Linked DNA regions of Macaca mulatta: region 2 is linked to region 1. A link is a contact called in public Hi-C data. All regions are on one chromosome and are shown on one strand. The core of a region is the stretch at or near the end of the contact, and the rest is flanking DNA. Distances in the headings are between cores, read along the strand shown. Region 1 holds the start of VAT1 (vesicle amine transport 1). Region 2 holds the start of BRCA1 (BRCA1 DNA repair associated).

Evidence for each region. A called contact is a pair of places that touch in the nucleus more often than the background predicts.
Region 2: a contact with region 1 is called in a Hi-C map of liver, with 3 times the contacts expected there. The contact joins the promoter of BRCA1 here to the promoter of VAT1 in region 1. A contact is called at or near these places in 3 of 14 Hi-C or Micro-C datasets (fetal cortex germinal zone, fetal cortical plate and liver).

The regions. Positions count from the first base shown.
Region 1 is chr16:67,381,030-67,385,644 of T2T-MMU8v2.0, forward strand. VAT1 (vesicle amine transport 1) reads right to left here and starts at 2,707. Exons shown (of 6, transcript XM_077971895.1): 1 at 2,443-2,707. The coding sequence starts at 2,649.
Region 2 is chr16:67,490,109-67,494,723 of T2T-MMU8v2.0, forward strand. It overlaps BRCA1 (BRCA1 DNA repair associated), which reads right to left and starts at 2,188. Exons shown (of 22, transcript NM_001114949.1): 1 at 2,109-2,188. The coding sequence starts at 2,188. It overlaps NBR1 (NBR1 autophagy cargo receptor), which reads left to right and starts at 4,433. Exons shown (of 22, transcript XM_077971879.1): 1 at 4,433-4,521.

The sequences.
Region 1 (4,615 bases), core at 1,457-3,956:
GGGAGCGTCAGGAGAAAAGACCTCTCTGCACTCTGAAGAGCATGAAGAGGGAGGTGTGGGTGCTGTTCTGGGACAATCCGGGTCTGTCTTGATCCCTGCCAGGAATGATGGGAATTCTGTATATTAACAAGAGTTAGGGTCCATGGGGAAGGGGGATGGGACTCCCACTTACACCCTTTTTCATGTCCTCATGCTCCCACAGTCCACTGAAGAGGAGAACTGAGGACATGCTGGGGTCTTTCCTTCCAAGTTCTGGCCTGAGATGAGGTCTGGAGAATGAGAACGGAAGCCCTCCACCCAGGGACTCAAGACTAGCAGATACAGAACAACCCAGGAGAGCTGGGAGGAGTGCCTTGGTCATTTGGGGTCAAGGCCAGTCCGAGATTTGACCCAGAACAAGTCTCACTTACCCTGTCTCATGCTAACCCTCAGGCCATCCAGATCAGGGCCAAGACCCCTCCCCAGCCCAGACACCAGGAGGGAGGAGGAGGGAGAGAGACAGGGAAGGGCCCTCCCAGCAGAATCCAGGCTCTTACATCAGATTCTTGCCCTGGACAGGATATCCTGTATTTACCAGGCGGAAAGTGTGTGGGGGGAGGTGAGGTGGGTGGCCTTCAGCAGTGACATGAACTACAACTACCCCCTGAAAATATTCCCCTTAGCGCCTGCTCAAGAGTGGGATCATTTAGAAGTCAGTTTGAGGGTGGGGCCAGAGCTGAATTCAGAGGAAAGCCTTTAAGGAGAAGCTGTTTGCATACTCGATGAATCCAACAAACCTGGCTCCCGAATCCAACAAACCTGGCTCCCGAATTCAACAAACCTGGCTCCGGAATCCGGGGCTGGCAGGTCTGCAAGAGGCTACATCTGAGGGGCCTCTTTCTGAGGGGTCTGATTTAAAAAGAAACCCCTGGCCAGGCGCGGTGGCTCATGTCTGTAACCCCAGCACTTCGGGAGGCCAAGGTGGGGAGATCACCTGAGGTCGGGAGTTCGAGACCATCCTGACCAACATGGAGAAACCCATCTCTACTAAAAATACAAAATTAGCCAGGCGCGGTGGCACATGCCTGTAATCCCAGCTACTCGGGAGGCTAAGGCAGAAGAATCGCTTGAACCCGGGAGGCAGAGGTTGCCGAGATCGCGCCATTGCACTCAACAAGTGGAATGGCAACAAGAGCGAAACTCCGTCTAAAAAAAAAAGAAAAGAAAAAGAAAAAGAAAGAAAAAGGAACCCCTAAACAAATGGAGTGCTGAGGCCTCATCCCAGGACTCTCAAAAAGCTGATCATTTTGAGCTCTCCGGTGTCCAGGGTTGTGGCCGAGATTAATGATAAATGAGGAGAAACAGGCCTGCAGACTTGGCCAACCAGTTCAAGGCGCCACACCTCTCCGTTCCAGTCCAAACCCCTGGCACCGGGGTTTCTGAAGTGGGGGTCCTCTGCAGGAGGAAGGCAGAGGTGGGTACCCCCTACACGCCCCGCCCCAGGCGTTCCGAAGGGCAGCCCCGGGTCGTGGCCCGATGTCTGAGTCACAGAAGGAGGAGATACTGCAGTCACGGGAGACACAGAGCCCAAGACAAAGATCGGGTGACCCAATCCCGCCTCCCCCACCCCAAAACCAGATCGGCGGTGTAAGTCTGGTGGCGGTGGGGGAGCAAGGCTCTCTCTTCTCCGTCACGGGCGTGTCTCGTCTCCTTGGCCTTGCCTTGCTTTGGGAGGGGCCGCCTCACACCCCCACAGACCACGGGGCTGCATGTGACCAGGACTCTGGCACGGCCGCTGTGCCCCCGCCCAACCCCGGCGACATAGCCCCTCAAGCTCCCTCGGGAAAAGGGGGTACTAACCGTCACTCACAGTCACAGACCACAATTACCCAGAGAGTGTTTGGTGGGCAGGGGTACAGGTGTGGTTTTAACGGGGGGGCGGGGGTGGGTGGGGACGGTGGTGTCGTTGTGCGCATGCGCATGGGCGCCTTATTGTTCCCCCCCTACCAGCACAGCTTCTGGGCGGCGGCCGCAACTAAAAAAGGTTGGGGAAGGGGCGATAATTCCGCCTCCCCTCCCCACATAAATGCCGTTCTCCAGGAGCCCCAAAACACAAGTTTCTTTGCTACGCTTTCCACGCTTGTGCACCCAGGTCCGCGCCAGTTTCTCCTGCCCTGCCACACCCCCGGCGCCCGCCCACTCGTGCCCCACTGCCCCGTGGCCTGCGCAGCCCTGCCCTGCCCTACGCAACCCGCTCACCTTGCGGTCGCTGACACCCTCGCCCACTGCGATCACGACGCCCGCGCCCTCCATGCCTGGAGTGACAGGCAGCGGCGGGAGCCTGTCGTACAGCCCCTGCCTGGCCATGAGGTCTGCGAAGTTGAGCCCGCAGGCCCGCACGCGCAGCGTCAGCTGGCCGGGCCCAGGGGCCGGAGGCGCGGCCGGCCGGCTCTGCAGCTTCACCTTGTCGTAGCCTCCAAAGCCAGTGAGCACCAGGCAGCGCAGCGGCGGCGGCGAGGCGGCGGCGGCGGCCACTTCCGAGGCCGCGGGCTGCTGGGGGTCGCTCATTCTCTCGGTTTTCGCAGGCGGCGAAGAGGCGTCTTCCCCGGCCCCTGCCTCGGCGGCCGCCACCACAGTGGCCGCCTCGGTTACCTCTCTCTCGGCTGACATGGCTGGGACTCCCGACGAGAGCGCACAGCTGGACTGAGAGTGCACAGCTGGGGAAGGCGGGGCGCGTCGGGAAGAGCCGCGGCTGCGGGATCCAGCGGGAGGGGCGGGGCGCCGGGCGAGGCGGGGCCTCGCGCGCAGCCTTAAAGGGCCAGGGCCACAGTGGCGCAAGCTGGGAGAGCACGAAAACGGGCACCAGGAATGTCTGTGGTCTTGGGCTCAAGCAGACCGCGATTTATTTATTCACAGTAAACCTTATTCAAATTAAAAACTATTTTAAGGGATAGGCCTGGCGCGGTGGCTCACGCCTGTAATCCCAGCACTTTGGGAGGCCGAGGCGGGCAGATTACAAGGTCAGGAGATCATTGCGGGTGGATCATTTGAGGTCAGGAGTTCAAGAACAGCCTGGCCGACATGGTGAAACCCCCGTCTTTACCAAAAATGCAAAAAATAGCCAGGCGGTAGTGGCGCGCGCCTGTAATCCTAGCTATTCGAGAGGCTGAGGCGGGAGAATCGCTTGAGCCTGGGAGGCTGAGGTTACGGTAAGCCGAAATAGCGCCACTACACTCCAGTCTGGACAACAAAGTGAGACCCTGTCTCAAAAAAAAAAAAAAAAAAAAGGCCAGGCGCCGTGGCTCACACCTGTAATCCCAGCATTTTGGGACGCCGAGGCGGGTGGATCACCTGAAGTCAGGAGGAGTTCGAGACCAGCCTGACCAGTATGGCGAAACCCCGTCTCTACTAAAACTACAAAAATTAGCCAGGCATGATGGCAGGTGCCTATAGTTCCAGCTACTCGGGAGGCCGAGGCTGGAGAATTGCTTGAACCCGGGAGGCGGAGGTTGCAGTGAGCCAAGATCGTGTCACTGCACTCCACTTTGGGCGACAGAGGGAGACTCCATCTCAAAAAAAAAAAAAAAAAAAAAAAAAAAAAAAGGCCGGGTGCGGTGGCTCACGCCTGTAATCCCAGCACTTTGGGAGGCCGAGGCGGGTGGATCACGAGGTCAGGAGATCGAGACCATCCTGGCTAACACAGTGAAACCCCGTCTCTACTAAAAAATACAAAAAATTAGCCGGCCGTGGTGGTGGACGCCAGGAGTCCCAGCTTCTTGGGAGGCTGAGGCAGGAGAATGGCATGAACCTGGGAGGCGGAGCTTGCAGTGAGCTGAGATCATGCTACTGCACTCCAGAGCCAGACTGTGTCTCAAAAAAAAAAAAAAAAAAAAAAGTTAAGGAACAGTCCCAAAACTTGAACTTACATCAGATTTGGAGTTACTTACATGTAGACTGGAGTCCAGCTAAATTGTATCTCAGGCTCTGACTGTACCTTTATGTAACCCAGGCAGGGATGAGACTTAATTCACTGTGGTCTTGCAGTGGCAAAGCAGAAGCATGGAGACCACGCCTTTAAAACTTTCTGACTTTGGTGTTAACGTTCTGTTCCTCATTTTCCCTTCTGTAACATAGTGATGATGCTGCGTGCTCTAGTTATATTTTTATTTTATTTTATTTTTTTGATACAGGATCTCACTCTTTCACCCAGGCTGAGCAAGGTGGCGTGATCACAGCTTCCTACAGCCTCAAACTCCCGGGTTCAAGCAATCCTCCCACCTCAGCCTCCTGTATAGCTGGGACCACAGGCATGTGTCACTACGACCGGCTAATTTTATGTTTTACCGCTCTTTGCAGAGCAGGGCTACCCCATAGGCAGCGTGCCTAGAGTGGCCAAACCTAGCTAAGTTTTGATTTGTTTTTCTAGAGACAGGGTCTCGCTAATATTGCCCAGGATGGTCTCAAACTCCTGCATACAAGCAAGCCTCGGCCTCCCAAAGTGCTGAGATTACAGGCGTGAGCCACTGCGCCCAGCTTCTAGTTATCTTTACACAATTATTTGCAACATATATTATTAACTCGAATTGCCTCGATGTAAAAAATTACTTTTTTTTCCCCAAAATTCTGTTGCCCAAGC
Region 2 (4,615 bases), core at 938-3,437, 110 kb after region 1:
CAGGACAATCGCTGATACCTGGGAGGTGGAGGCTGCAGTGAGCTGAGATCACACCATTGCACGCACTCCAGCCTGGGCAACAGAACGAGACTCCACCTCAAAAAAAAAACAAAAAAAACTAATCTAACAGGAAACAGGAAAAAAGCAATGAAAAGCTAGAAAACATATAAGAGTTGACTGAAAATAAAAATTTAGCATTTTCATTCTTACATTTTTAATTTTTATGTATCTGAGTTTTTAATTGATGGTTTAATTTGCCAGAATGAGAAAGAACATCCTATTTTTATGACTCTGTTCCATGGAAATGTAAAGAGAAAGGGATCCAAATGCCACACTATTGAGGATTTTTTTGATCACTCTGATTGTCATGAGTAAGTTTTGTGCTTTTTCAAAAGCAGTTTTTTCCTACAATGTCATTTCCTGCTTCTCTGGCTCTGATTTTCAATAAATTGATAAATTGTAAATCTTGTTTTCCTCTTATTTTTGTTTAGCTAAAATGCTGAAGGGCAAGGGAGAGGATGGTTATTTATAAATCTTGTTATCTCTCTGAAAACACAACTTGCATTTTCCTTAATCTGATTAACTTGACTTCAAATATGAAAAACAACTTTCATAAAGCACGAAAGAAAATTTCCTTGAATTTACCCTTTTTTATTGTGGGTAAGAGGCAATAAGTACAATTTTTCAACTTATTTTTTGAATGTTACTCACTACTAACCATCACCATATTTTAAAAAATTAAAGAACTAATTTAGTTTAGTTTATTATTTAATGTATTTGACAAATGTTTATTGAGTGGCAACTAGGTCCCAAGTACCGTTCTAACTACTGAATATACAGATGTACGAAAACAAAACAAAAATCTCTCCGTCCTGGAGTTTACATTCTATGGGACTAAAGGATGGATACATTACATAGAATGTCAGCTAATCATAAGTGTTATGGAGAAGCAGCAGGAATGGAGGATAAAGTGTGTGTTGGGGGAGTTGTAATTTTAAACAGCAGTGTCTGGAAATGAAAAGGTGGTATTTCAATCAAGATTTTCAGACCATGGCTGGGTGCAATGGCTCACGCCTGTAATCCCAACACTTTGAGAGGCCAAGGCCTCACTTGAGGTCAGGAGTTTGAGACCAGCATGGCCAACATGGCAAAACCCTATCTCTACCAAAAAAAAAAAAAAAAAATTAGCTGGGCATGGTAGTGTGCACCTATAGTCCCTGCTACTCTGGAAGCTGAGGCAGGAGGATTGCTTGAGCCTGACAAGGTTGAGGCTGCAGTGAGCTGTGATAGCACCACTGCACTCCAGCTTCTTGACACAAATCCTGTATAAAAAAAACCTCTGCATTTCATTGTATGTAAATGAGTATGTAATTTCATTGTATGTACAGAGCCAGTTTCAGACAAAGGTTCTTCCAAATACTTATCCCCTTAAGGACACCAATCATCCATGATCTCTTTTTTTTTTAGATGGAGTTTAGCTCTGTTGCTGGAGTTCAGTGGTGTGATACTGGCTCACTGCAACATCTGCCTCCCGGTTCAAGTGATTCTCCTGCCTCAGCCTCCTGAGTAGCTGGAATTACAGGCCCGCGCCGCTATGCCCAGCTAATTTTTGTATTTTTAGTGGAGAGGGGGTTTCACCATGTTGGCTAGGCCAGTGTCTATCTCCTGACCTTGTGATCTCCCACCCTGGCCTCCCAAAGTGCTGGGATTACAAACGTTAAGCCACCGTCCCTGGCCTCATCCATGATTTTATTTCGCCATTTCAAGTGATGGAGCTGGTTTTAGAGCTGGAAGAAAAGCCAAAATGCCAGTTAATCTAAACTCGATTCCTGCCCCAGTGCAGAACCAATCAAGAGAGAGTCCCTGTCTTTCCCGGACCACAGGCTTTGTGTTGAACAGGAGAGGAGTGGGAGAGCCAGAGTGGATGGAGAACAAGGAATCATTTTCTATATTTTTAAAGTTCTTCAGTTAAGAAAATCAGCAATTACAATAGCCTAATCTTACTAGACATGTGTTTTCCTCCCTACTATGTAAGGTCAATTCTGTTCATTTGCATAGCAGATAATCATACAGAAATCCCAAATTAATACCCTCTTGTGCTGACTTACCAGATTGGACACTCTAAGATTTTCTGCATAGCATTAATGACATTTTGTACTTCTTCAACGCGAACAGCAGATAAATCCATTTCTTTCTGTTCCAATGAACTTAAACACATTAGAAAAAATATATATATACATATATATAGTTTGAAAAAAGGTTTATAAAATGACAACTTCATTTTATCATTTTACAATAAGGTAAATTTAAGATTTTGAAGGTTTTAGAATACAAACCATAGAGCTAATGACAAAATCCTTTATTTTTTTAAAGGTTCTAGAAGTGGCTCTTTGTAATTAAACAACATACATTCTGTAATTCTTCACATATTGTTGCCAAGCCCTTGGGTCTTTTCCTTTCTCCAAGAAAGAGAAAGCTACAGAGGAGTGACTGACCGGGTAAGTGGTGGTCACCTTAGGTTTCTCCAATGTTTCTGGCTGCTTTCTTTTTCTTGCATAAAACCAAAATCAACGACAAAACCAACACCAATCAGCACCTCCCCGCCCCTAAACCTTCCCAGTGACCTGCTCTCATCTCAGGATCCTCCTCAAGCACATTCCTGCCGGCAGCATCTGTTACTACTGACGCTCCTCTACTTCCCTCTTGCGCTTTCTCAATAGCGCAATTGGATCCAGTTCTTAAGTTCTCCCTCCCACAAAACCCTGTCTCTTCCCCTTCCCAGACGTATTCCTGGCATCTCTTCTTCCGCAAGGTCCCATCCACTCATACATACCAGCCGGTGTTTTTGTCTGTTGTTTTGAGACAGAGTCTCGCTCTGTCGCCCAGGCTGGAGGGCAATGGCGCGATCTCGGCTCACTGCTACCTCCGCCTCCCGGGTTCTAGCGATTCTCCTGCCTCAGCCTCCTGAGTAGCTGGAGCGCCACCACGCCCGGCTAATTTCTGTATTTTTAGTGGAGACGGAGTTCCACCATGTTGGTCAGGCTGGTCTGGAAGTCCTGACCTCGTGACCAGCCGATGTTTTTATAGACGTGGTGTCCCCCTCAAGGCATATTTCAGTTCCTATCACGATGATTCCCCCTCGGACACACCGTGCCCCCTTCCTGATCCTCAGAGCTTCCCTCGCGACCTACAAACTGCCCCTTCCCCAGGGTTCACAACTCCTTACGCCTCTCAGCTTCCGCCACCGCTCCCCCCCCAAAAGAATACCCACTCTCTCTCCCACGCCAGTCCCCCAAAGCATCACTTGGACCCGGGACTCTACTACCTTTACCCAGAGCAGAGGGTGCAGGCCTCTGGGGCCCAGGGGCCCAGTTATCTGAGAAACCCCACGGCCTGTTCCCCGTCCAGAAAGTCTCAGCGAGCCCACGCCGCGCAGTCGCAGTTTTAATTTATCTGTAATTCCCGCGCTTTTCCGTTGCCACGGAAACCAGCTGGCTACCGCTAAGCAACAGCTGCTCAGAATACGAAATCAAGGCACAATCAGAGGAAGGGCGGGACAGAAGGAGCCAAGTCTCTCTCGGGCCTCTGGATTGGCCACCCAGTCTGCCCCCAGATAACGTAAAACGAAAGAGACGGGAGAGGAAGAATTCTACCCTAGTTTGCCCTAAAGTGCCGGCCCTCTGGCCTCTACGCGTCCAGTTGCGGCTTATTACGTCACAGTAATTGCTATACGAGAGTCAGAATCGCTACCTAGTGTCCAAAGCAGTCGTAAAAAGAGGTCCCATTCCCCCACTCTTTCCGCCCTAATGGAGGTCTCTAGTTTAGGTAAATATAAGAAATAAGGATTGTTGGGGGGGGGGTGGACGGAAAGAACTATTTCCAGCATTCGCTGCGGAATGAAAGGTCGTTGCCACAGTGTTCCTTGTGGAAAGTGTAGTCTTATGGAGAGAAACATCCAATAGCGAAGCGGGCACAATTCTCACGGAAATCCAGCGGATAGATTGGAGACCTCCACGCGCTTATACACGTCAACAGTTATGGATTGGAGTGTTGTTATGTTTTCGTATCTTGAAAGGAAAAACTAGGCCTAAAAAAAATACCTACAACTCTTAGGAAGACTACAATTCCCATCCAGCCCCACGAGTCTCGGGCAAACAGTCCTCTAAGGTCAGCGACCTGTGGCGACCCAGTGGGCGCCGAATTTGTCTGGGGAAGGGGAAATCCGCTCTGGCTCACGTCTGCGCACTCGTAGTTCCGCCCCTCAGCCCCAGTGTTTGTTATTGTTGTCCGGCTCCGGTTTCTTCTGCCCCGCCCCGTCGACGCAATCTCCACCAATCAATGGGGTGGTCGTTTTGAGGGACAAGTGGTAAGAGCCAATCATCTTGGCGAAAACTGGGAGTAACGGGACTAGTTAGTCTTTATGCGCCTTGTTAGATTCACCCCACAGGGATAGTGGCAGAGCTGGCAGCGGACGGTTCTGGCTTTGGCCTCCGCCGGGCGCCTCACTGGAGCGGGAAGCTGGTAAGGAAGCAGCCTCGGTTACCTAGGGGTGGGGTCACGTCACCGTAAGAGGGTTTGGAGAAGTTCAAGGGAGGAATCCTGCAAAGAAGAGGGG